Regions from separate parts of the Mus musculus genome. Here regions 1, 3 and 4 are each linked to region 2. The links are chromatin contacts, called in public ChIA-PET, capture Hi-C and promoter capture Hi-C maps. All regions are on one chromosome and are shown on one strand. The core of a region is the stretch at or near the end of the contact, and the rest is flanking DNA. Distances in the headings are between cores, read along the strand shown.

The links. ChIA-PET counts read pairs in DNA pulled down with a chosen protein or histone mark. Capture Hi-C pulls out chosen DNA fragments and counts their contacts.
Region 1: an RNA polymerase II ChIA-PET map of memory CD8 T cells shows a contact between it and region 2, with 14 read pairs. The contact joins the enhancer-like site here to the promoter of Ifi211 in region 2. A contact is called at or near these places in 3 of 115 datasets of contacts at active chromatin or transcription factors (epiblast stem cells, large pre-B cells and memory CD8 T cells) and 3 of 9 other capture datasets (adipose tissue, liver and macrophages).
Region 3: a promoter capture Hi-C map of liver shows a contact between it and region 2. The contact joins the promoter of Ifi209 here to the promoter of Ifi211 in region 2. A contact is called at or near these places in 1 of 484 Hi-C or Micro-C datasets (B cells), 1 of 115 datasets of contacts at active chromatin or transcription factors (heart atrium) and 2 of 9 other capture datasets (adipose tissue and liver).
Region 4: a contact with region 2 is called in a capture Hi-C map of macrophages, with 5 times the contacts expected there. The contact joins the promoter of Ifi206 here to the promoter of Ifi211 in region 2. A contact is called at or near these places in 1 of 115 datasets of contacts at active chromatin or transcription factors (memory CD8 T cells) and 2 of 9 other capture datasets (liver and macrophages).

Annotation. Positions count from the first base shown.
Region 1 is chr1:173,434,211-173,440,432 of GRCm38.p6, reverse strand. The region is part of intron 2 of Aim2 (absent in melanoma 2); the gene reads right to left. Among named protein-coding and RNA genes, the nearest start is that of Aim2, 17 kb to the right of the region's middle. Within about 2 kb of position 2,737, at least 71 of the 459 cell types and tissues checked have an H3K27ac peak or open chromatin away from gene starts, as enhancers often do. A contact at or near this core is called in memory CD8 T cells, where this site is marked.
Region 2 is chr1:173,909,420-173,915,585 of GRCm38.p6, reverse strand. Ifi211 (interferon activated gene 211) reads left to right here and starts at 2,540. Exons shown (of 7, transcript NM_001033450.4): 1 at 2,540-2,772.
Region 3 is chr1:173,626,837-173,632,993 of GRCm38.p6, reverse strand. Ifi209 (interferon activated gene 209) reads right to left here and starts at 2,135. Exons shown (of 7, transcript NM_175026.3): 1 at 1,839-2,135.
Region 4 is chr1:173,486,559-173,493,312 of GRCm38.p6, reverse strand. Ifi206 (interferon activated gene 206) reads left to right here and starts at 1,995. Exons shown (of 8, transcript NM_001372437.1): 1 at 1,995-2,326; 2 at 4,341-4,392; 3 at 6,421-6,705. The coding sequence starts at 6,441.

The sequences.
Region 1 (6,222 bases), core at 1,488-3,987, 480 kb after region 2:
GAGACAGACAGACAGAGAGACAGAGACAGACAGACAGATTAATTTTGTTCTATGATTATCATTTCACAAGATATGTACACATGAAGATACTACATTGTGTCCTGTTAACGCATACCCATTATCTGTGAATTATAGCTCAATAAAGGCAGCGAGTGGAAGGTTTCAGATCTTAAAAGTTCTACTAAGATTTAGGAAGCATACAGGTGGCTATTGCCTGATTTTCCTATGATATTTTCTATAATTTTCACCCCTCGTATCCTGACTTCTAGTCTAGGTTGCTTGGCGGATGCTGGGCCATACTGTCCTGAAGCAGAGATGAACAGAGACAGGAACAAAGCAGAGATACTGGCCTTTGAGAAAGCTGTAAGCTTCTGAAACCGCAGGATCATACAGCTTTGCTACCAAGTGGAAGGTTCCCCTTGCCTTCTGCCTGCACACAGGCTTTGTTTCTAGTGTGAGCTGTCCCTGCTCTCATGCAGGGGCATATGCCTAGGACCGTCAGGTCAGTGGTCAGGCCTTCCTCACATCCCTCAACCCCCTGTACTGAACCCTGCTGCCTTGGAAATCTTGCCATTCTGTGCACCCCCTTCATTTGATCTCTACAGTTCATCGCCCAAGCCCAAAGCCAGGATTCCATGATTTTCCCATCATGGTCACATAAGACACAGAAGTTCATGATATCTGCCACCCTATCAAACAAATGAAAATAAACATCAGCTTGGATGACCTTAAGTCTCACGGTCTTATGAAGTACCTACTCCATGAGACTACCTGAGTGTATCTGGTGGCGGGGGTGGGTGTGGGGGTGGGGAACATTATGAACATCGAAAGAGTTTATATAGTTAAAAGACTAAGAAAGACAATAAAATACTAAGACAAATATAAAACATTATATTATAGCAAACACTGTGCACTATTACTAGTATTAGGAAATTTTTGTGTTGTTTCTGCTATTTTCATAAAAAGGCAAGCTATAGAAGCATAGGGCATATTCAGATATCGTTTATAAACAATGTAAAAATCAAGCCAGCCATGGTGCTGCACTTAAGGGGTGGAGGTGGCAAGGTCACTTCAAAACCATCTTTGGCTACAAAGGAACTTCAAGGACAACTTGGGCTACACAAGTCCATATTTTAAAAACTAACAATGAGCAAAGAGAATGCGATATACTGAGACCTCAACCCACAACTGTTAAGTGCACGAGTTTTACTAATATCCATAAAGCCATTCCATGCTCAACTTACCAGGATTGCTTACCATGTCCGCTTAGTGTGACTCATACTTGGGACACCAGTGAAAAATGAAGTCAGAGGTGACATAGGAACATGTTGGAAAGTAAGGGGACTCAGTTGACCTCTGATTCTGCAATTACAGTCTGTATGCAAGGACCATCCCTTTGCTGAACTTCAGGATACATGAGGATAAGAACAGGTTTTCTTTTCTGGTTTATAGCCCAACATTTGTAATAATCATTTGCTAATGAGATTTTAATGATAAAAATCCATCATACCGTTTCCGTATATAAAAGACAAGTTCTTCTGCTGCAGTTTCCTTCACAATTAGAAACTTTCTACTTATGCTTGCCGGTTCCTTGTCTCTCACCTATCATGTCAGGTGGGAGAAATGTTACAACATTATGAGAAGAGCCAATGTACTTGGTGATGAAACAGAGAACTGACAGTTACGGAGGCTTCAGGTGGGCAAAAGGACAGGACAGGGAGACACAAGGACAAAAGGACAAAAGGACAAAAGGACAGGACAGGGAGACACAAGGACAAGCACAGAGTCGTTGGGATATACTCAGACTAACAGAGGGTCCAGAGGAATGAAATGGCCCTGACAAGCACAGCAACATGGTATGCGCAAGTGTGCACATTCAAATATGTATATGTATCTGCATGTGCATGCATGTGTGTGTGTGTGTGTGCGCGCATGTATGCATGTGTGCATAAGATAGAATCTTTGTCTCTGGTATCTGATTCCTGTATCCTCCTGTGAATTGCCCAGGATGTTTTATCAATCATGTGGCATACCTGAACATCACAAATATGAAAGTACCTAACACACTAGGATTCCCATCAGCCAATGCAGTCTATCGTTTATTGATTCCTGGTATCAAAAACTTCAGCCTGATTTTCTAATTAAATTCTAAAACATGTGCTTCTGCAGATTGGTACCCAACACCTCACTTTATGTCAATAAAGCTGTGATGTCCAAATACCAACTGTCTCTATTCTCTCTGTTGATAACTAAAATGTATACACACATGCATACATACATGCATACATGGATACAGGCAGTCACATACATATGTATCTGCTTCTCATATTTTATTTATTTGTGTCATTATCCTTGCTTTGTCTTTTATTTAAAGTTGACATAAAATTCTTTCTTAAACTCCTGGTTGGGAGTTCTTACACAGGACATGATACATGATTGCCATAGTCTGGGTGACTTTTTCTGGCTTGGAAGGTCACCGTCTCTGAACCTCTCACTTCAATGGTTACAATCATTGTTTCAAGTGATTGATTACCCCTAACAATCCTGCAAAGTTATATCATATCCATTTTGAAGATAGGTAAAGAGAGGCTTAGGTTTGTTGTGTGCATGGCCTAAGATCATATGATTAATACAATGTACAAAAAAATATCCTGAACTTGAGCCAGCAGAAACCACAGCCCGAACTCTGACACCTAACCACATCACCCCACACCACTTCCTGGTAGCAAAGTGAATGGAATCAGCTCTAGTCAAGATGGAACCAGAAACACAGAGGTAAGAAACAGCTTCCTTACTAAAAGACTCCTCTGAGCTAGCTTACTTTAATAACCTCCCAGGCTTCCCTGCTCCATTTCCAGTGTTTCCCAAGTTCTTCATCCTTGCCATAATTTCATTACTTTCTTCTCTGGATAACACAAAGCTCTTTAAGGTATATACCAGCCCACATAAAAATTGGGCACTCCAGGACATGTCTCCCGAATCCATAAAGCACATGATCACAAAGGCATGCCAATCGTTTGCTACCGTGCCTTCTAAGATGTCCACAAACCACTCTCCATTCACCCCACCTTATTTTTTCTACGTGGCTGTGGTTCAGGAACTGTTTATTGTAACTGCACTGGAAATTGTCACCACCCAAACCCCATAACCCATTGCTCCTCCTCCCAACTAAGACAGCGGAGTTTTATAACAGAATCATCTGCTGTAAAGGGAGCTGCCTTGCCCAAGGTCACATTGCTGCCTGTACTCAGCTTGAAGGCAATGTTAACTTATGGAAAGGTTGCCCTAACTATGGACAACTGGAAACCATCCAAGCCTGAGGGGACCTGCTGGGGCTTCTGCAGCTGCCACTATGAATGGGTGAGTTCAGCTTCCCCCTCTGTCCAACACAGTTTGCCTCTCTCACTTACAATTGCTCCTGTGACTCCCTCAGGCAAATCTCAGCATCTGTGTCTTGGAAACTCGACCTTATACTTTACTTGACTCCTAACTTCTGACATATCCACAAATATTGTCACTTTAACTAAAGAGTAAGACTGTGGCGCAGAGACATACTAGAAGGCACATGGATATATGTCGAGAAACATATGAAGAGGTAAACAGTGTATAAATTAAAATCTATAAATCATTTTTCTTGTATCCTGTTTGAAGTGTTTGCTTTGTATTGCATAGCTTTGCCATTGTAATATTTTAATATATACTAACAGATATCCTTCCTTTCAAAATGATATTCCCTTGTTTTTAGGGTCTATATGAAGAGGTTTAGATACTTTACCTCACATCTTCAACATGAAAACTCTTACTATCTAAGTGTATGTTCCTGTGTGTATGCTGGTGCATACATGTTTGTGCATGTGTGTGGTTTGTGTGTACATATAACGGTGTGCATGTGCACATGTGTGAATGTGTGTCCACATGAATGTTTGTCTATGTAATAGCTATAGGTGTATGTGCATGTGGATATGAAGGGGCTGTGTGCACATGTATGTGTATAGTTGCATCCATGTGGGGTGTGCATGCATACATGTGAACATGTGTTATGTGTGTATGTGCACATGCATGTATGTGGCTGTGGGATGCATATATATGTATATGTGTGTGTGTGTGTGTGTGCATGTATGCACATTTATGTATAAGTGTGTTATGTTCTGTATTTATAGGTATATGTATATGCATATTTGTGTGTGAGTGTATTGGTAGGTGAGTCTGGGTGTATGGGGGTCTATGTGAGGAGGTGTGTGTGTGTGTGTGTATGTGTGTGTGTGATGTATGTATATATGCATGCAGTTGAGTTCCTCTTTGCCAGAGGTCAGTATTGGGTTTCAACCTCAATCTCTTTCCAACCTTGTATTTTGAGTCAGAATTGTTCATTTATCCTGGAACTCACTGTTTCAGTTTCAGTGGATAGCCAACAAGCCCCAGGGAGCCGACCCACCTATATCTGCGCATCAAGCACCAAGGATAAAGGTGTGCATTATCTTTAGCTTTTTGCGGGTTCTGGAGTTCTTATCTCAGGTCCATCCTCATATTTCACAGGAAGTGATTTTTTACCCACTGAGACACTTCTACAACCCTTACATATCATCTGAATCATACTGCTGGTGGTACACAGAGATGTAATTTGTTTGAAACAAATGTGAAATTATCTATTAATTTTTTTAAAAAATATTCATATTCCAATACAACATTCCCATTCCTGGTGGAAGCGTTCAACCATGCTGATTGGTAGGACCCTCAGAGGGGAGAGGGAAGATAGGAGAGAGAGAAGATGAGGACAGCGAGGGTAAGGAAGGGTAGAAAGAGCAAGAGGAAACTGCCGCATCTGCAGCGAGGGCTGTATGATACAGATGGACATGAACAACAAAGGACATGAATGGCATTGGTAATATCTGTAAAGTGAAGAATATATAATATGTATGCATGTATATGATCCCATTTTAAAAGTATAAAGTGGTCTTTCTTCATCCCCTCATTCCTCCTTCTTCTCTTCCCCACTTCCCCCAATAAACCTCTTCTTATGGAAAAAAGTATGAAGTGTATAAAAGTAGAATCTTGTTTAATGGTACAGAGTGATACTAACCCAAGGTACTCAGTATGTATTTCAGGAAGGCAGAAAGTGGATGAGAGTGGGTGTCAACACGGGAGTTTTTGAAGTCCTGATACTAATCTGTTCCAGAACTAAGTGCTGGGACCATAGTTATTTACTCTGTTCTTGCATCTTTATACCTTTAAACAAGTGTAACCTCTATTATCTGTATTTCTGTGCATAGTCAATTATTTTAAGAAACAATATTCTCAGTGTGGGAATTGTTTTCAAATCATTGGTAACTTGACAGCTGAACAACCTCCCCCTACCTATTTTTTTTTTTAGCTATTTATGAAAGTTTACATTTTCAACTCAATTTTTGCAACTTAAGGATTGTTTTTAACTGTCTGCTTTGTACCTATAATTTATTTTCAGTAGATTATTCTGTGCTGCTTTTGCTAGCAAAAAAGAAAAAAAGAACGAAATAAAATGTAGAAATTCTCCAAAAAACATACAATTTTCTTGTGTTTTACCATTTATTTTATTAAGCTTGCTTATTCTTACCTTTGTCCATGTTACAAAAGCAATTTAAATCATTGCTTCAAAAATCAGAAAATTTAGACAAACAAACAGATTAAAAACCACTCACAGTCCCACTGTTGAGCTTGTAAAAGTTCTGCCAAGTGATTTTCATTCCTCTGTATGAATTAATATAATTATGGAAAACTTGGCTACTTTGGTTATAAATGTCCTTCAATTTACCATGATTCATTTAGTTAATCTAGATTCAAAGAAAAGAAACTTTCAGACCCGCCCCCTGTTTTCTTCTTATTCTAAAGAATTTGTCGGCTATTGCCAAGGTAGGGAAGATATGGTGCCTGGATGGAAAATGCTTTCTGAGGGTCAGCTACAACCAAATCAAGCTTTGGTTCCTTGCGCTGACACCCACACTTTGAATTCGGCTATGGAGCGAGTAGTGTCTTATATCTGCCATTCGGGGCCCCAGGACCTCTTCATGAATGAGTTCCTCTGAGTCCTTCACAGTGAGCTGCACATCTTCAAATGCCCTCCACTCTAACCTGCACCTTTATTTTTTGGGTCTTTCTACTTTGCAGCCTATACTGAAAAACACCTAGATTACCCGCTACGTAAACCATCATTCCCAACACAGACAGTCTGTCTGACCGGAAATCTTT
Region 2 (6,166 bases), core at 1,291-3,790:
AACATTACTATAGCTAAAATTATATATTGAGCCTAGCATAGTGGGTGACTTCAATATACAACTCTCACCAATAAACAAGTCATCCAGACAAAAATGAAGAGAAAATTTTGGAGTAAAGTAAGATCATCAATCAAATAGACCTAACAGGTATCTACAGAAAATGTTATCTAAACATTAAATATACTTCTTTCTTAGAAATCCATGAAACTTCCTTCAAAATTTACCACATCTTAGGGCATAAAGCAAGTATTACCAGATGTTGAAAACTTGAAATAACACCCTGCATTTAATGAGGCCCCCAGCGATTAAAACTGCAAGTCAACAATAGAAACAACAGCAAGTATACAAATCCATGTTTGGGGGTAAGTCTTGGACAGTATGTATTCAGATGCTGATTTCTATGCCTAGACATCTGTCTACAGTCCAGTTGATGGCAAGGTCTGACACTATTACTGAGGCTGTGGAGCTCTCACAAGTAGGGACCGATTATGACTGCCCTCCGAAGGACCCAACCAGCAGCTGAAAAAGTCAGCTGCAGGTACTTCCACCCACCCAATGGACAGAAGCTGCTGACCCATGGGGTTGTATCAGGGAAAAGATGAAAGAAGCTGGGGAGGAGGGCCACCCTGTAGGTGGACCAGCAGTCTCATTTAACCTGGACCCATGAGATCTCTCAGACACTGGAACGCCAACCAAGTAACATACACCAGCTGATATGAGGCTCCCAACACATATCCAGTAAAAGACTGACAGATCTGTATTCAGTCTGAGAAGATCCACCTAACTATCAAGAAACTGAAGGCCACAGGGAATGGGGAGGTCTAGGAGAGGTGAGGGATAGGGTTGGGGACATACTTGTGGAGACAGGGTGGCAGGAAGTAGGTATGGAGTGGGGAACAATCAGAGGGTGAACCAGGGGCCGGGTGGGGGATAAAATATGGAGTGTAAAAAGAGAAGATTAAATAAAATTTTAAAAAGAGAGAAAATAGAGTGTTAGAAGTGGGGTAGTCATACAGTGGTCAGTGTGATGAAAAGGCAGCTGAAGAAATCCAGACAGTATCTCCAGCTGACATAGAGCTGTCAGAGATAAAGACAAGTATGGCTATGAAGAGCTGAAAACTGAGGTACTATTGACTGACAACCAGGAGCATTGCAGACAGCTGCAAATCCTTAAGGGCCAAGAACTATAACACCTCAGCTGTGACACCAGCCACTCTCGAGGTCCCAGGGTCACAAAGGCACTGTCTGTTTGAAACTGTCTTTCATCTGCTGCTTTCAGAAGTTCATTATGAAAACTTCCAAGTACCTTGTTGGCAGTTGGTGGTTAAATCCCAGAACCACAAGCTGTTGGGAACTAAAAAGGGGGCCCAGGGGAAGAGAAAACCCACACCCCACCAGAATTTTACCTATTCTCTGGTCTGTCAGGTGTGGGAGAGCTGCCATACACTTTCCACTCAGCCCTGGGTGGGCATTCAAGCCTCTGACCCACTCTTCAGGGGGTGGCCAAGGGTCAGCCCTACCTGGGATCCCTTGAGCTACTTTGCTAAAGCCACCATGGTTATAGGAGAGAAGGATGGCAGAAGAGAGGTTCCCAAAACTTGCGAGAGTGAGGGTAGCAGATTTTGATGAGCAGAGACTCTATGGTTTTAGAGCTTTATTATAGAAATGCAGGGGTATAAGAGAGAAGCTAGAAAAAGAGAGAGAGAGGAGGGAGAGAGAGAAAAGGGAGGGAGGGAGAGGGAGAGAGAGAGAGAAGGCTAGAGAGAAAGAGTAAGAGAGAGAGAAGAGAGGAGAAGACAAAGAGAAAGGAAAGAGGAGAGAAGAGTGAGAGTTAAGAGAACAAAGGAGTAAGAGAAGAGACAAGTAAGATAGCAAACAGAAGCTGAACAGCCCTTTTTATGGTCTTTACTGTTGCTAGGTAACTGGGGAGGAGTTTAGCCTGAAGGTCAGAAGCTTGGGCCATTGCCTACATGACTTCTACCCATGCTTCTCTTGTGGGGTCTGTGGGGGGAGGTAACTTAGGCAGGAGCCAGAGTTCCAGCAGCATAAGGGAATGCCTACTGTGTCATGTAGCTGAATTATCACCCTTTGGAGTTCAGACCTCAGCTCAACTGGAGACCAGCCTGTCTGTGCAAGACCTCAAAACCACAATTCTCTGGCTTCCAAAGGGCTTGATACTTGTAAACCCTGAGTGTATTAGACTCTTCCCTGGGCCTTGAGTACTTTACTACAATAAAAACTCCACCTTAGCTGTCCAGGACTCCTATCTAAGTAGAGCAGAACCCTGGTCAGCTAGTTTTAACACCTTGATCTGGTTGTACCATGTATGTGAATTTTGTGTCTAGTGGCTAGTGTACATCCGTTTGCTACAAAAGTTGTAAGGTTAGGACTTTCTTATTTAGTGAGATTCATCAGAAAAGAATGTGAGCCTGACTAAGCTGTGATTTTTTTTTCATAGTGACCACAGTATTTACAGGAAGTTAAGATGTTTCCAAAGCCAGGGAAATTGAAAGCTATGAACGAAACTGGGAGTAGGCCTGGCTATTTCAGCACTCCTCACCCGAGGGAGACAGCACAGGGAGAGACAGCCAGTGCTGCTCAAGAAATGAAACAACTCTGAGAGTTTTGTAATCACTACCCTCTTCCTTTACACCCAACTGTTCAGTTTCTCATTTACTGACTTATCTGCCTACCTACTCAAGCCAAGCAGGCCACTTCTTGACCCGGTGAAGGTCTCAGGATCTGTACATCACTGCAGAAATATCCAGGAAGGTGAGTTCTGTTTGTTTCTTAAACATGTGATCAGATCTATCTGTGAAATATAAAGGACCATAGAAAAAAATCAGTGTTGAATGGTGGAGGACCAAGGCTGGTGCCAGCTTCACTCACAGCATTAAACCTGCTGTAGCTGGTTTCCGATGCTTCACTAGGAAGACAGCCGATGACAGAATAAAGATGCCTCCTCTATTCCTATGAGTTTTCATGAGTTAGTGTTTATCACTGTTCTTCATTTATCTTCACTAGAGAAGACATGGGAGTAAGGTGTTTGTGGTGAAGGACTGTGTAAAAGACAAGACAGAAACAAAAAATATTGATAACTAAAATCATGTTAAATGAAAACCACACTTTCCAGTTTTGTGAATATACAAAACTGAGATTCATATACAACTTGATAACTCACATTAGCCTGTAGAGAAAAATGTCCCACTTTTGTTAATACAGTTATTTAAATAGATTGTGGACATTTTTATGTTTAGCTCTCCTCTTAGCTCCCTTCTGTATCAGATGTTAGAGACAATATTTGTCATACTCTCCTCTTCATGCCATGCTGGAGGTGAATACTCATGAGGAAAGTTAAACTTGTTCACTGTTACTAATTTCTTCTGTAATTTTTCTAATTTTTTATCCTGTTTTGCCTAAATTTTAGTAGTTGAGATATGCATAAAATTTAAACCATAGTCATAGACAATATCATACCTGTTTAAATATATATTATTGCTTGTTAATGGTTCTGTTTAAAGAATAATTTCATTATCCAAGCCTGGTTTCCGATAACTTGGCACATAGCTGAGGCCAGCCTCAAACTTACAGTCCTCTGGCCTCTGCCTCAGCTTCTGTCTTTCCCTCAGACTCTGGCGCCTTGAATCATAGACACCCACTGCCATGACCCTCTTAAATGTCTACAATTAATTTTGTATTTTACTACATAGTACTATTTAATGTCCTGGGAGTAATGTTGTAAAACTAAAATTTGTTATTATTTGGTAATTATATAATTAAAATTGTTTCACTTTTCTTGGGTTGAAATCTTTCATTGTTAAGTAGTGAGCCTCCAGGCTTTATGATGTTTCTTGGATGGTCCTTACCTATATTAGCAGAGAATTTTGGTGTCTTTAAATTGCTCTTTCAGCATCAAATTTTTCTACTATGTTTAAATCCATCAAATAGTATTTTGTCAGCAATTCGAAGGTATTGTATTTTTCTAAACCACTTTAAAAATTGTATCATTTTGTGCTTTTGTTTTGTTTTGATCTATTTTGTTTTTGTTCTTTAGACAAGGTCCCACTATGTAGCATTGATTGGCTTAGAAATGACTATGTAGTCCAGGATGGCCTCAAATTCAGAGATTTCTGCCAATCCCTGCCTTCTAAATGCTGTATACTTTTACATTTTTAGTTTAAATGACTTAATAATTTTTCTAGCTTAAAGATTTTATATGGCACATTATAAAGCCAATTTGTACTTATAATGTGTAGTAGTCTAGTCCAAGTAACAAACATTTCCTTGTCTTCAACAATCAATAGTTGTATGTGTTAGGATTTCCTATTTTGGGATGAGACGTGTGCTGAGTTTTGATGTCCTTTACTGAACATCTTCATTTTTCCAGTGCTGCTGCCTCTTGTCATCCCTACTGACCACTATCCCGTTTCATTCTTCTACAAAGTTTATTTTTGTAAATAAATGAAACGTGAGATGTTTCTCTTCCTGTACATGCCGTGTTTTACTTAACATACTTATGGCCAGTTTCAGTCAAATTCAATCAAACTTCAAATGACAGAAATTCATTCCTTTGAATGGCTAATGAATACTTGATGTGTGTTTTGGGGGAGGATGTGAGAAATTATATACAAATCGCAATATGTATGTGGAAACCACAGGACAACATTGGGGAGTTGTTTCTTTATAAAAGTTCCAGGTAGCTGGGTGTGGTGGCGCACGCCTTTAATCTCAGCACTTGGGAAGCAGAGGCAGGCGAATTTCTGAGTTCTAGGCCAGCCTGGTCTACAGAGTGAGTTCCAAGACAGCTGGGACTACACAGAGAAACCATGCTCAAAAAAACAAAACAAGAACAAAAACAAAAGTTCCAGGGATCTAATCTCAGGCCATAAGGCTTGCACAGCAGACTCTACTTTATGACCTTTTAATGTATACTTAGCATGCATGGTGTGTGTGTGTGTGTGTGTGTGTGTGTGTGTGTGTGTGTGTGTGTGTGTGTGTGTGTGTGTGTGTTTCATTTATGTTTGGAGTAGACTCTCACAATTGAGAACAGTCATGTGCTCCTGATCCTGCTATTTCTACTTCTACAGGACTGGACTTTCATGCATGTACCATGGTACCCGAGTTCTCATTTTCTTTGTAACTCATCCACTAAAAGATATTTACCTTACTCTGTATTTCAACTATCGTGAATAGTGATGAAATAAATATACAAGTGTAATTGTCTCTGTGTATACCTGTTTCATTTCCTTTGAAGAAGTAGAATACACTAGTTGTGCTTTTTATATTTAAGGGATTTCTATATTTTTTCTATAATAGGTGTGCTACGTTATATTTTTTTCAAACAATGTGCTATATTTTCTGTTTCTGTGAATCCTTTACAGAATTTATTTATCTGTGTAACAATAAACATTATAAGTGTATATAACATTATACATCAGTATAGCTATTATTTAACATTTTATATAATTTTTATTTAACTTTCTCTGATGGTTAGAAAAAATTAACCATTTTCATGAGTTTATATTTAGTAATTTTAAAGTTTTTTATTTATTCCTTTATTTAATACAGATTTAAAGTGAAGTATCAATTCACTTCATAACATACATCATCTCATTGCTTTATCTTCCCCCAATACATCCCCCACCCAACCACCAATCTGCTTTTCTGTATGTATGTATGTATGTATGTATGTATGTATGTATGTATGTGTAAGATAGCCCACATCCAATTGCTACTGATCCCATGTGTGTAGAGATGGGATCATTCATTGGAGCTTGAGATTTCTACCTTGGGCTCACCTTTCAGAAACAATGATTTTTTTTCCTTCTCCCAACAATTACCATCTGCTAATAGCTCCTCAGTAAATGCTAGGAACAAAAGACTGCCACCTGAATCTGTACTAGAATTATGAACGACTTGATTTGTTATGGAAGGATATATGAAAAGCTACACGGAAATATGCGATTTAACAAAAGAACTAAGAAAAGAGTTACAGGTATAACTTGATACATGTGAAATGAAGGAAGGCTCAAATAGGAATGCAAACAGGGGAAAGAAGTAACATGTGGGGTAATCACAACTAAGGATTTATGAGAAAGCATATAGAAACCCACAAGTTAGTAAGATAATTTAAAAAATATACCATAAAAATATTTGAACAGAATTG
Region 3 (6,157 bases), core at 886-3,385, 280 kb after region 2:
AATACTACAAAATGATAACATTCCTACAAATAGTTGATTTATCTAATAAGGTGGAGAGCTTTTGGTGCTGTTTATAGAAATTTGGCCAGTACTTGTCACTGGGCTCAGTAGGATCAGTAACAGCATTGCATTTGGGCTGATGCTAGGATTGAGGCAAATACAGTCAAGGAAGGTGTGACTTTGCTTTTGTCTTGGTAATCCCTAGAAATGATGACTCAGGATACTTTGTTTATTGCTTTGGCTGATTCCTACCTGGTGTGATCTCTTTGTTCATAGCCTTTCTTGATTACTTTGATTTAAAAATTGACCCTGTTCTCTGCAAGGACCTAGAAGGTATAAAAGCTGACTGGGAAAAAATAAACCTGCTTTAGTGTCAGCGCTGTCTGGAGTCATGTTATAATGTCTAATTGTCTTTTTCTTTTTAATCCTCCCTCCCTTGAGACATTGTTGACTGAATGAGCTGGCTTGCTTATAATAATAATAGAAAGATCAGAATATCATGGTACATTTAGAAGTACATCTCTATGGAGGCTCTGCCTGACTAATACAGATTGCAGATGCTCACAGCCAACCACCAGACTGAACAATGGGACCCCAATGGAGGAGTTAGGGAAGGACTGAAGGAGCTAAAGGGGTTTGCCATCCCATGGGAAGAACAACAATATCAACCAAACAGAACCCCCAGAGCTCTCAGGGACTAAACCACCAACCAAAGAGTATACATGAAGGGAACCATGGCTCCAGCTGCAAATGTAGCAGAGGATGGCCTTATTTGGTATCAGTGGGAGGGGTGGTTCTTGGTCCTGTGAAGGCCCAATGCCCCAGTGTTGGGGAATGGCAGGGCAGGCAGGCAGGAGTGGTTGGGTGTGTGAGGGAGTACCCTCATAGAGGCAGAGGAAGAGGGGATGAGATAGTAGGTTTGAAGAGGGGAAACTGGGAAGGTGGATAACATTTGAAATATAATAAAATAAAATAAAAATAAAAATAAATAAAAAAGAAGTACATCCCTTGATTGTTAAAAATAAGTAAAATCTTTTGCAGTGATTTAGAAAGTTTAGCTACAATAATTAATAAACTTAGTGAGCCTGGTCTAATGTTCACAGAACTTTGAAATCAATTAAGAGCTTCTATCCAAGTCCTCTGCTGTGGTACATATATTCTTTAAACTGTTCTATAAATGTGCAAGATACATGTGTTCTAATTGACCTTCCATCACTCTATTACACTTCACCATTAGAGAACCAAAAGGAAAATAAAATAACTTTCCTGATGGTAGAAATTAACAATGGAAATACCATCTTTAGAGAGGTGTGAAGAAAGAACAACACAGAATGGGCTTGGGAAATGGTTAAACCATTTTGTGTTTATATATTATGAACCTGAGAAACTTCCTACTACACATAGTGATAGGATATTAGAAAATTCATTTCATGTCCAGAGGCACTTTTCATTCACAATAATTTTTCATGCCACTATCTTGGCTTTTTCCCACTCACCCACATATCCCAGATAACCATGAACTCCCTATCCGAGCTAATTATAGCCTTCACATTATCCACTTATTCAGATTTATGCTTAAAAAGTTCATTAAACTATCTAAAATATGCAAAATGTTTTATTCTTAGCTCATTCCTCTGTGGTGGAGGACTAAAGATGTCTGCTATCTTTTTGAGTGACTGACCCTAATCCGGCTGCTGTGGGCTCACTGCTGAGTGCAGCAGGCACCAGATCAGCACTGCCTCCTCCACAAGAACCAGCAAAGGTCTTTTCACTGTCCTTGTTGTTTTTACAGATGTAGCCAATATCTACCATATCTACAGAAAACAGGTAGAACTCACCTTGCTGGATGTTTCTCTAGGGATGTAAAGCTGAGATCTTCTACAGGGCAGGACTAGAGGCTTCTCCACTCCTCTTCCTCCTCTTCTCTTTTGTCCTTCTTCTTCTTAAAGTTTGTTGGGGACAGGGAGGAGTTGGTGTGTGTGTGTGTGTGTGTGTGTGTGTGTGTGTGTGTGTGTGTGTGTATGTGTATGTGTGTAAGAAGATAAACCAATAAATCTCTTGGGAACTGGAAAATGTAATCTACAGAAATTCTCAGGTTAGACTCACTCCATGGACTGAGGCTTGCTGAATGTCTCAGCTGGGTGTTGTTTTGTTGGCAGAAGAGCTAAGAAACAGGAAGTTCCCCTCCCGGCAGAGTGCATCTCTTTCGATTTACTCAGAGATTGAAACTCAACAGTTTTCTTCCTGTATACCTTTTAGTCACCATAAGAAAGTCAGAGACAGTTACACTCCATTGATATGTTTTGCTTTTCTTACAAATCTTACAGGTACAAGAACCAAATATAAAAGCACTGCATCCAACAAACTCACAAGTGAGTCACCAGGAATGTGCTCTCTTTTGAATAAAGATGAACTCCCAAAAGGCAAAGCTAAGTCACCAGGTCTCTTTCTTTCCTGCTCAGGATGCAAATGGCAGCAGGAGAAATTGGCAATTGCTAGCTGCTCTTGAATGAATTTCAAAAAGAAAAAAAAAAAGAAAGAAAGAAAAAAAGCAAAGAAAAGAAAAGGAAAGAAAAAATCTGAGATGAAATTGCTTTTGGTTTAAACACTTCACTCCTTTGTTAGTTCCCTGGACTTTCCAGAGTACCATGCTGTTAGAAACATATGACTCCAATCTCACGTAAGCAGAAAGGATTTTGGCTTTAGCTTTCCTCTTTTCTGTTACTACTACTACTACTACTACTACTACTACTACTACTATTATTATTATTAATTTATTTACTTTCAAAGACAGTTTTACTGTGTAGTCTTGGCTGGCCAGGAACTCTCTCTGTAGACCAGGATCAGTTTAGATTTAAATCTTTTACCCAGCTTTGGAAAGTAGTATTCTTTAACTGGTGATTGCCTTAATTAAGAACTTTTAAAAATGTGCCATCATTTCATGTTTCCATCATTGGGAATTGGATTACCTTGAAGTATTTCTGAAACAATATAGATGACTAGAAACTGTGGATTTGCTGACTAGATGCCATTTTCACTAGTTTCTTAGACTACATAAAATACTAATTATTCCCAAAAAGGAGAGAAGGGGAAGGAAAGCCAGAGAGAAGCTTTTCTTGGGAGAGCTAAGCCACTGGACTTGTGCTGTGTCTCCACCATTGATTCTGGTTGCAGCCCTTTATTCATGGTGAATGGAGGTTGGAAAATACCATCTTTATCTTTCTTTTGTTTGGCCAATGTAGTTTTTCCTTTTCCTTTCTTCATCTTTTGAACTGATTTAGTAAAGAAAGCCCAGGGGAAGTTGATCCTACTGTTTCCGCTCAGCTCCTGCTTATGTCTCAGTGGATTTGCCTATCCCTGCTGCAGAAGCCCAACATAGCCACAAGGTAGCCAAAGGTACCAATCTGGGACAAGCACTGTGGACAGTATTTGTATGGATCATTCCAAATTACAGCATCAGAGAAAGAAATTATGGTTTAATTTGTGATGTGGCAAAGTGGTGATATTACACTTTGACTTCTTATCCCTGTTGTTGTTGTCATTTGGTAGTCGATGCAGGGTCTGACTATGGAGCCCAGGCCAGTCTCAAAATGTAGCTCTTCCTGCTCTGGCCTCCTGAGTGTAGGGATCACATGTATGTACACTATGCCTAATTTCATCATGTTTTCTTTATTGCCAATTGACTTTATGAAAGGGACTTGCTCATTATCTCTGAGATACAGTTTTACTTATAATTAGATATTATCGCACAGGATGAATACTAATAATGGAATCAAATAATAATTAAACACGAGTATTAACTTATTTAATGTTTTAATGAACTTTTCTTTAAATTAATTTTTACTTTTCACTATTTTATATAAAATTACTTTTTTCCTTATTATTTTCCACTTTCACTTTTTTTAGATTTAATTTTTATTATTTTAGGTGTATGAATGTTTTTGCCCACATGTATGTCTGTGCAACACGTAAATGCCTGGTACCCAAGGAGGTGATAAATCTCCATGTGGTTGCTGGTAATCACACCTGGGTCCTGAAACAGCAGCAAATACTCTTAACAACTGAACCAACTCTTTAGCCCATAACATTAATTTTTATTTGAAAACTTCACAAACTTATGTGATTAATTCTGTCTCTGTAAGAGCCCAAGAATGGCTGAAGAAAGACCCAAGACTCAAATAGTATGCAAAAGCAAAGAGCATTTATCTTGCAGAAATGTCTAACTTGACAGGGTAAGCTATCCATACAAAATGGAGACAACCCAAAGAGATCGCAGGCCCCATTTATGCAGGGCTGGAGGAATTTTCTAGAACAGTTAGGAAACCTCTAACATGATTGGCTAGAACTGCGCAGCGACATTAGTACACTTTTGATTGGTTCTATTATTTGGTGAGGCCTCGAAGAATCTAGGAACTGACTCAGCTCTGGGCTTGTTTCTCCTTCAGCTAAATATTCCAGGAAATGACTCAGCTCTGGGCTTATACTCCCTTTTGATCCAGTATTAGGACAGCCATTGATTAATGGCCCATTTTTCCTGGCTGCCCCAAGGAACCTTGTTCATTTTCCTGGGAAACTCAAAAATTTTCATTCCCAAGGTTTTTGGATCTCTCAGCTCAATTAATTTTTAATTTTACTTTATCATTTTCTTTCATTTTTAATTTATTTTTTTTTACAATCCATATTTTATTCTCCCCTATACCCGTCCCTACTCCGACTATTCCACATCCCATTTCTTTCCCAAACACCACCTGTCTCCACAGGGATGTCCCCATCCCCGACACCACCTAACCTCTAAACTCCCTAGGGCCTCTAGACTCTTGAGGGTTAGGTGCATCATCTCTGAATGAACACAGACTCGGGAGTCCTCTACTCTATGTGTGTTCAGGGCCTCATATCAGCTGGTATATGCTGCCTGTTTGGTGTTCCAGTGTTTGAGAGATTTCAGGGGTCCAGATAAAATGAAACTGATGGTCCTCCTACAGGATCACCCTTCTCCTCAGCTTCTTTCATCCTTCCCTAATTCAACGACAGGGGTCAGCTGCTTCTGTCCATTGGTTGGGTGCAAATATCTGACTCTTTTAGTTGCTTGTTGGGTCTTCCAGAGTGTGGCTATGCTATGTCCCTTTTTGTGAGTGCTATATAACCTCAGTAATAGTGTCAGGCCTTGGAACGACCCCTTAAGCTGGATACTACTTTGGGCCTGACACTGGACTTTCTTTTTCTCAGCCTCCTCTCCACTTCCATTCCTATAATTCTTTTAGACAGGAACAATTATGGGTCAGAGTTATGTCTGTGGGATGATTCTTCTCTCCTTCAATTTGATGCCCTGTCTTCCTGTGGTAGGTGGGCTCTATAAATTCCTCCTACCTACAGTCCAGCATTTCATCTAAGATCCCTCTCTTTGAGTCCTGAGAGTGTCTCACATCTCAGGTCTCTGGTGCGTTCTGGAGGGGTCCCCAACCTCCTATCTCCTGAGGTTGCCCGTTTCCATTCTTTCTGCTGGCCCTCAGGCCTTCAGTCCTTTTCACTCACCCAATACCAGATCAGGTCCTTTTAGAAGAACAATTTTCTTGTATTCACTCACCATTTCTCACATTATGTCTGAGCCTAAAGGATAAAATGGATACAGTATTGCACACACACACACACACACACACACACACACGCACACTCACACATGCACACGCACACACACACACACACACACACACACACCAATTCTCTAAACAGGATATTCCTGTGTAAGTGAATGATCTTATTCTTTCTATTCCATAGTGTTGTCCAAGAGTATACATGGAAAAGAGAGTTAAATATAAAATGTGGCACTGGAAAAATTAGGTGGGGGAACTAATCAGTTGATAAACAAAGCTAGAAAATTTTCTCTATTAATATCTGACTTATGTCTGTCATTATTTGTGGTGGGAGAATGTGTGGAATTCAGTAATCACTGTATTGTTTGGAGTCGTGACTATTGAAATTCTGGGTTCTTCTTTTATCTCATATTGGTGCTAGAACCTGTTCCTGGATGTATGCTTGACTTTTCCTGTGCTCTTGGCCAAAGTGCAAAGGGTCTGCATCCTCTTGTCATATAGAGGAATCATGGTTGAGAGCTTCACTGTGGCCCTTGCTCACTTCCTGTTTCTTAAACAGTTCTCAC
Region 4 (6,754 bases), core at 746-3,245, 420 kb after region 2:
TGAGTAGCATTCCATTGTGTAAATGAACTACAATTTCTGTATCCATTCTTCTGTCATGGGACATCTGGGTTGTTTCCAGCTTCGGGCTATCAAATAAGGCTGCTATGAACATAGAGAACACTTGCCCCTGTGGCATGGTGGGGCATCTTTTGGGTTTATTCCCAAGAGTGGTATAGCTGGGTCTTCAGGTAGATCTATTTCCAATTTTCTAAGGAACCTCCAGATTGATTTTTAGAGTTGTTGTACCAGTTTGCAATCCCACCAGCAATGAAGGACTGTTCCTCTTTCTACACATCCTCTCCAATATGTGTTGTCACCTGTGATTTTGATCGTAGCCATTCTGATTGGTGTAAAGTGGAATCTCAGGGCCATTTTGATTTGCATTTCTCTGACCACTAAGGACTTTAGACATTTCTTTAGGTGCTTCTCAGTCATTCGAGATTCCTCAGAATTGAAATCTAGGTTTAGTTCAATACCCCATTTTTTGATTGGGTTATTTGGGTGCTTGGTGATTAGATTCTTGAGTTCTTTATGTATTTTTGGATATTAGCCCTCTATTTGATGTGGGGTTAGTGAAGATTATTTCAAAATCTTTAGGTTGCTGATCTGTCTTATCAACTATGTTCTTTGCTTTACAACCTTGCCAGTTTCATGATGTCCCATTTATCAATCCTTGATCTTAGAGCATGAACCATTAGAGTTCTGTTTAGGAAATTTCCCCCTGTGCCAATGAGTTCAAGGCTCTTTCCCATTATCTCTTCCATTAGATTCAGTGTATCTGATTTTATTTTGAGGTCCTTGATCTAATTAGACTTGAGCTTTGTGCAAGGTGATAAATATGGGTCTATTTTCATTCTTCAACATACAGACAGCCAGTTAGACTAACACCCTTTTTTGAAATGCTTTCTTTTTTCCATTGTATAGTTTTGGCTTGTCAAGATCAAGTGATGGGAAGTGTGTGGTTTTATTTCTGGGTCTTCATTTCTATTCCATTGATCAACATGTCTGTCTCTGTACCAATACCATGCAAGTTGAATCACTATTGCTCTGTAGGAAAGCTTGAGGTCAGGGATGGTGATTTCCCCCAACTGTTCTGCTATCAAAGGCAGAGACATCCAAAAGTTGCCCAAGACTAGCAGTTGGAAAGCATTTTAACTCCCATCATTTTCATCCAGGTGACTGGTTACCTAGCTATGGCATTATCCTCTTTTGCAGACCAGCTGGCAGGCTCTCATACCATTATCTGCTACTTGATACCATTTGTTCCATGTTTCAGGATTACATCAATCCTTAATCCTTGAATTCTCCATGCCAGAAAAGTGCAGCAGGACAAGCATTATTTCAGTCCATAATCTCAATCAAAGCTCGAGGTTTCCCACTGACTCCCAGGCCCCAGGTTTCCCTGTGCTTACCAGTGAATAATGTAGAGACACTGAGGAAGCATTAACTTCACCATTGAAGGAGGACAGCTTAGTTCTATAATCAAGAGGGAGGTGGATAATGCCAAATGCCTTTCTAGCTATTTGAGGTTGCAGCTTGGAGTTGTGTGTTTGTAACATTATGCTGTGGCAAGTCTAGGTCTTGGGAGCTACTAATGGATGCATAGATGCTACAGGAATGACTTAAACCAGGAGTTGTTTCATCTCAGATTTTCCTTGAAACTCATTCACATGCAGCTGGCAACTGACACAGCAAAGATCTCCTGACACTGAGTCTGAGCAGAAAAGAAAGAAGAGACTGGGTGACTTGGCTTTTTTTGGTCTAAGTTTTCACCTTCATTCAAAGGAATGAAGGTTCCTAGGGATCCTTTTGCAAGCCTGTAGGACATGAGGATTATAAATCTAAATCTTGTACCTATGAAGATTTGCAAGAAACATCCTGAGTGTAACTAGCTCTCTTTGACTTTTTTGGTAATTGTTTACAGGAAGGAAACTCTTGAGTTTCTGTCTCTGAGGAAATCGAAAGCTATGAACCTTGTCCACTCCCCACAAAGTAGCACAGGATGAGAAACCCAGTTCCCCTCAGTCTGAGCAGCTGAGCAGTGACTCTACCCAGTGTCAGCTTTCCATCTCTCTCTGAAAACACTTCATTGTCTCAGAATTTCAGGAGATTACAAAATCCTCTGGTTCTCTTTCTGAGAGATTTACTGTTTACTCTTCATACACACACTCACACACAGACTCACACACACACACACACACACTCTCTCTCTCTCTCTCTCTCTCTCTCTCTCTCTCTCTCTCTCTCACTCACTCACTCACTTGCTCACTCACTCACTGCTTCCTGCCCTGCAAAACTGGATACCACTGAAGAATTTTCTGAAGAGGTGAGTCCTCCCCCTGCTTTCTCTGTGAATGCACACGACTACAGGTGAAATCCTTGTCGATCTTTAGGTTGAGAGAGAAGGAAGCCAAGCTGGTGGCTGCTACACTGAGCAGTGAATCTGCACTATCTGGATTCAGGTCCTTGGCTCATAATGATGCTAGGCATCCTGATTCCTCCACCAGTAAGACTGACCCAAAAAGGGGCATATTTCAGATTATAAAATACACGTTTTTTAGGTAAGTCTGGATAAGTGAATAAGAAGAGTGCTTTAGTTTTCTTGGCTGGAGAATGCTTAGAACCTGGTGGTTGTAGTGAGTGGCTGGGCAACAGACAAGTTTGTGACAGGAAAAATTGCCATGAAGCAATAATACTGAAAAAATGCATCTAGCCCTCAGGCTGCATTATCTATTATTGCAACCATACACAACCTGGGCACCAATGGGCATATGTAGTCAAAGATATCCCAGATTCATTATGATTGCAAACCTGTGGTTTTATTGACTTAAGAAGCACATTAAATGGTCTTCATTCACTTGTGCATCAAGTGAATAAAGTAATATTGTAGACATTGTTAGTCTGTATCATCCTGAAAGTTAATTGCTTTGGGTTTTTGTCTTTTTAGTTTTCTTTGATTTTGTTTTCTGGTGGTAAGACTTAGAAAAGAGTTGGAGGTTCATCGGAACTAGATGTATACTTCATACTTTTAGACTCTTCTGCAGTCCCTCTGTGCACTATGGTTGATCTATCACTTATTAGGTGTATTAATTATGCTGCCCAGACTTTCTAAAATTTTACAAAAGTTATGACCCTGTTCATTTAGAAATTAAGATAAATACTCCTAAATCATGCATTAAATTTTGGTTTTTTAAGTTATTACTGGACAATTCTATTATTAAAACACTTTTCTATTTCTAGGAGGTAAACTATTGTCATTCTTTTGGTTTTCTGAGAAGAATTTTATATTTTTGGTTCTAATTAAGACAATGCTAATATAAAAAAATCTGTTCTTATTAGTTTCTATAAAAAGGATTTATTTTATAATTTCCATGAATGCATGCCTTAATGGAAACATTTAGCTGCACATATTAAAGAAAATTTGACAAAGGATGTTAATTAACCAATTATATGTTAGTTCCTGTAGGGTAGGTTGAGGACACATTTTTCTGGATTTTACTATGACTACTTCTTTTATGGGACATCTGCATTTCTTTTCTTGCCTTCTCTTTATGACTCAAGTGGCTAACAAGTGATGACAACATTACTGAGCTTATGTTGTTTCCTCCTTCAGTGGTCCTGTTGATGTCCTTACTGTCTCTCCTCTCTCTGAGGAGAGTTTCACTCCTGAGGCAGAGACTCACCCAGTTTTCACCTTGCTTAGGTTTTACTCTGAGGAGCTCTCAACTGCACACACTATTTTCTTACCACACTTCCCAGAGCTCTTCCTGGTGCGTTAGCTCATCTGAACCTGCCGAGGCACTGATGCCAGAGAGTACTGTTGAGGCTTTCTTCTCTGAGTGTGAATTGGTCTACATTCAGACACTCATTCTCAGTGTTTGTTTTATGTAGGGTAAGTTAAGGGTACCTCTTTGCACCATTGGGGATGACTATACTTTGATATCTAGGATTTGCTAACTGAAGATGGGTTTTAATGTAAATACCTGAAACACTATACTACTGAATATTGTTGAGATTGGGATCATTATTGCAACATTTAAAAAAATATTATTTTAGCAGAAAAGAATGAACATTTACATGTAAGCAGATTATATCAAAAATGTCAAGGTCTCCTGTCATTTCACATCAGTCTATATTTTGGCATAAGCTTATTGTCAAAAATCATAAAATAAATACAACCTTCAAAATTTTGAAACTCCTCCAGTTTGTAGTATCTTAGGCCATTGTAATATAAAATCATCCCACTATTTTGCTGAAATCTGATTGCTCTAGAGAGTATGGTCTTTCATATGATCTGATCTTCTTTAGTATCACCATCAATGTTCTATTTCTCTTTGTAGACTTGCCTTTCGTCTTCTGAACCGTGTCTGCCAGACAATGCTGTTGTAAAAGGTTAGTAATCTGAGAACATTTAGCACTCTGATTAGAATATTACACACACAAACACACACACATGCACACACACACTCACACACATACACACACTCACACACACAGATTCAGAGAGAGATAGACAGAGACAGAGACAGAGAGACAGACACAGACAGATGGATAAAATACCCCATAACTAAAATGACTTAAACTTTAAGCAACTATCAAATTTATTCCATCCTTGAGAGTTATTAAGGATGTTTAGAAACTCCTAATCATGTGTAGAAAAGGAACGTTGGTCTAGTGGGAGAATTTTAGGAATTTCCAGAAGGTAAAGTCTCAGTTGATTCTTAAAGGTCATCATAGATGGCAGACAGAGAAAGCAATGGAAGAATGGTGATGAAAAGGACACCATCTACTTCACAGAGCATGCCAAGGGAATGGGTGCTGTGCATTCTGAAGTGTGTCATATCACAAATATAAAAGAACCGTATGTAAAAGAAGCAGATTATCCAAGGACTTCCGAAGTATTTTAAGGATTAATAAAATTTTATTTAAAAAACTTGTCAGCTATTAGCTTATTTTAGCAGCATTTAAACACAGCCTATTCAGAGAAAACTGCACTATGAGCAAGGAAAACCCATTTTAAAAAGTCAAGTCTAAAAGGAGAAAAAGCAAGTAGCTATAGAAATAATACCCTCCAGTGAATGCTGCCACCTGGCACTAGAAAGTACTTAGCAAAATGACAATACCAAGGACACAGAAAGCAAGGTCTAACACCTGGTGAGACAGGATGCTAATGGAAGCTGCTTAACAAAGAACCAAGTGGACTAGAGTCAATGCCTGGGCCAGGTTCATCCTGTTGTAGTCAACACCCATTCCTATAAACTGAGAGAACACACAGACCATTTATAGATAAGCCATTTGAGTATGGGCAAGTCAGGAAGTAACAGGGGGATATCTAGAGGCAGGTTCTAGTAACAAATAAAGACACTTCAACTAACCTGAACTCCTGAGAGCTCCCAGGGGCTGAGCCACCAACCAAAGAGCATAAGCAGGCTGTCCCCAGGCCCCTGTCACATATGTAGCAGAGGGCTGGCACTTCTGGCCTCACTGGGAGAGGATGTGCCTGATCCTACAAAGACTTGATGCACCAGGATGAGGGAACATTGGGGAGGGAGGATGTCAGGAGGAACTCTCTGAGGGCAAACCAGGTGGTATCCCGACCTGCAGGACCTAGCTATTCGTGGGGTCCAGGGGGACCAATCCTGAAAAAGAAAAGGGCGAGAAAAGGGAGGGAGACCAAGCAAAGAGTTGTCAAGGTCTATTTAATGGAGGCTGGGAGCCTGATTATAAGCACACAGTGAGAGGAAACAGGGAGGGGTGAGGGGGAATAATCAAAGCACAGAGAGAGGGACAGATATCTGAGGCAGATGCTGAGTGCAGGCTTCAAAAATCTTGTGGCTTATCTTGGAATGCTGGCTCTGTCTAAAAAGTCCCAGGTCAAGATAAGAAGGAGGGGGTGGCTCGACTCCCATCAAAGGGTCAATTGGATCTCAGGTTAGGAGTTGTTGAAGGTCTGGTTTCCCACAGCTTGGTCTCTCACAAGGTGGGAGAAAAACAAGTGGGATATGAATAAATAGATAAAACAATAAACAATTGTTAAAAGAGAAAAAAAAAGAATGGGAAGAAGAACCAAGTTCCAGGATCAATATACAATGGAAAAAAAGGACCTGGGATTTCAACCTTCACAGCCCATACTCTATACACTGTAACAAACGGTGATTTCCATGCTTTCCCATAACCACCTTCAGCGACCTCACTCATCCATCATCATCATCAGGGAAGAGTTCCTTAGACTGATTTACTAACCAAGCGGTTCTGCACTCATTTTTTCCCACAGTGGCACAGTTAGTAAGCGATGCTCCATTTTTTCTCATGCACAGGTATAGACAACACTATGTCAAGGGCTGTTTGCTACCTAGATATGCTCTGTATTTTAAATGGTCTCTTATGTGTGTAATTCAGTCTACTGTTATTCTCTTGTAGTCTTATCCATAACTTGAGAGATGGTGAATTACTACAAGCAAATTGTTCTTCTGTCTGGATTAGAATATATGAATGACTATAACTTTAGAGCACTTAAGTCCTTACTGAACCATGACCTAAAACTGACTAAGAACATGCAAGATGATTATGACAGAATTAAGATTGCTGACTTAATGGAAGAAAAGTTCCCAGAGGATGCTGGATTGAGCAAACTGATAGAAGTATGCGAAGATATTCCAGAACTTGCAGATCATGTTGATATACTTAGAAAAAAGAAGGAGAAAGGTAAGAGAGAAGCAGTCTGGATGCCCACTTTTTCTCTACCATCCCTAAA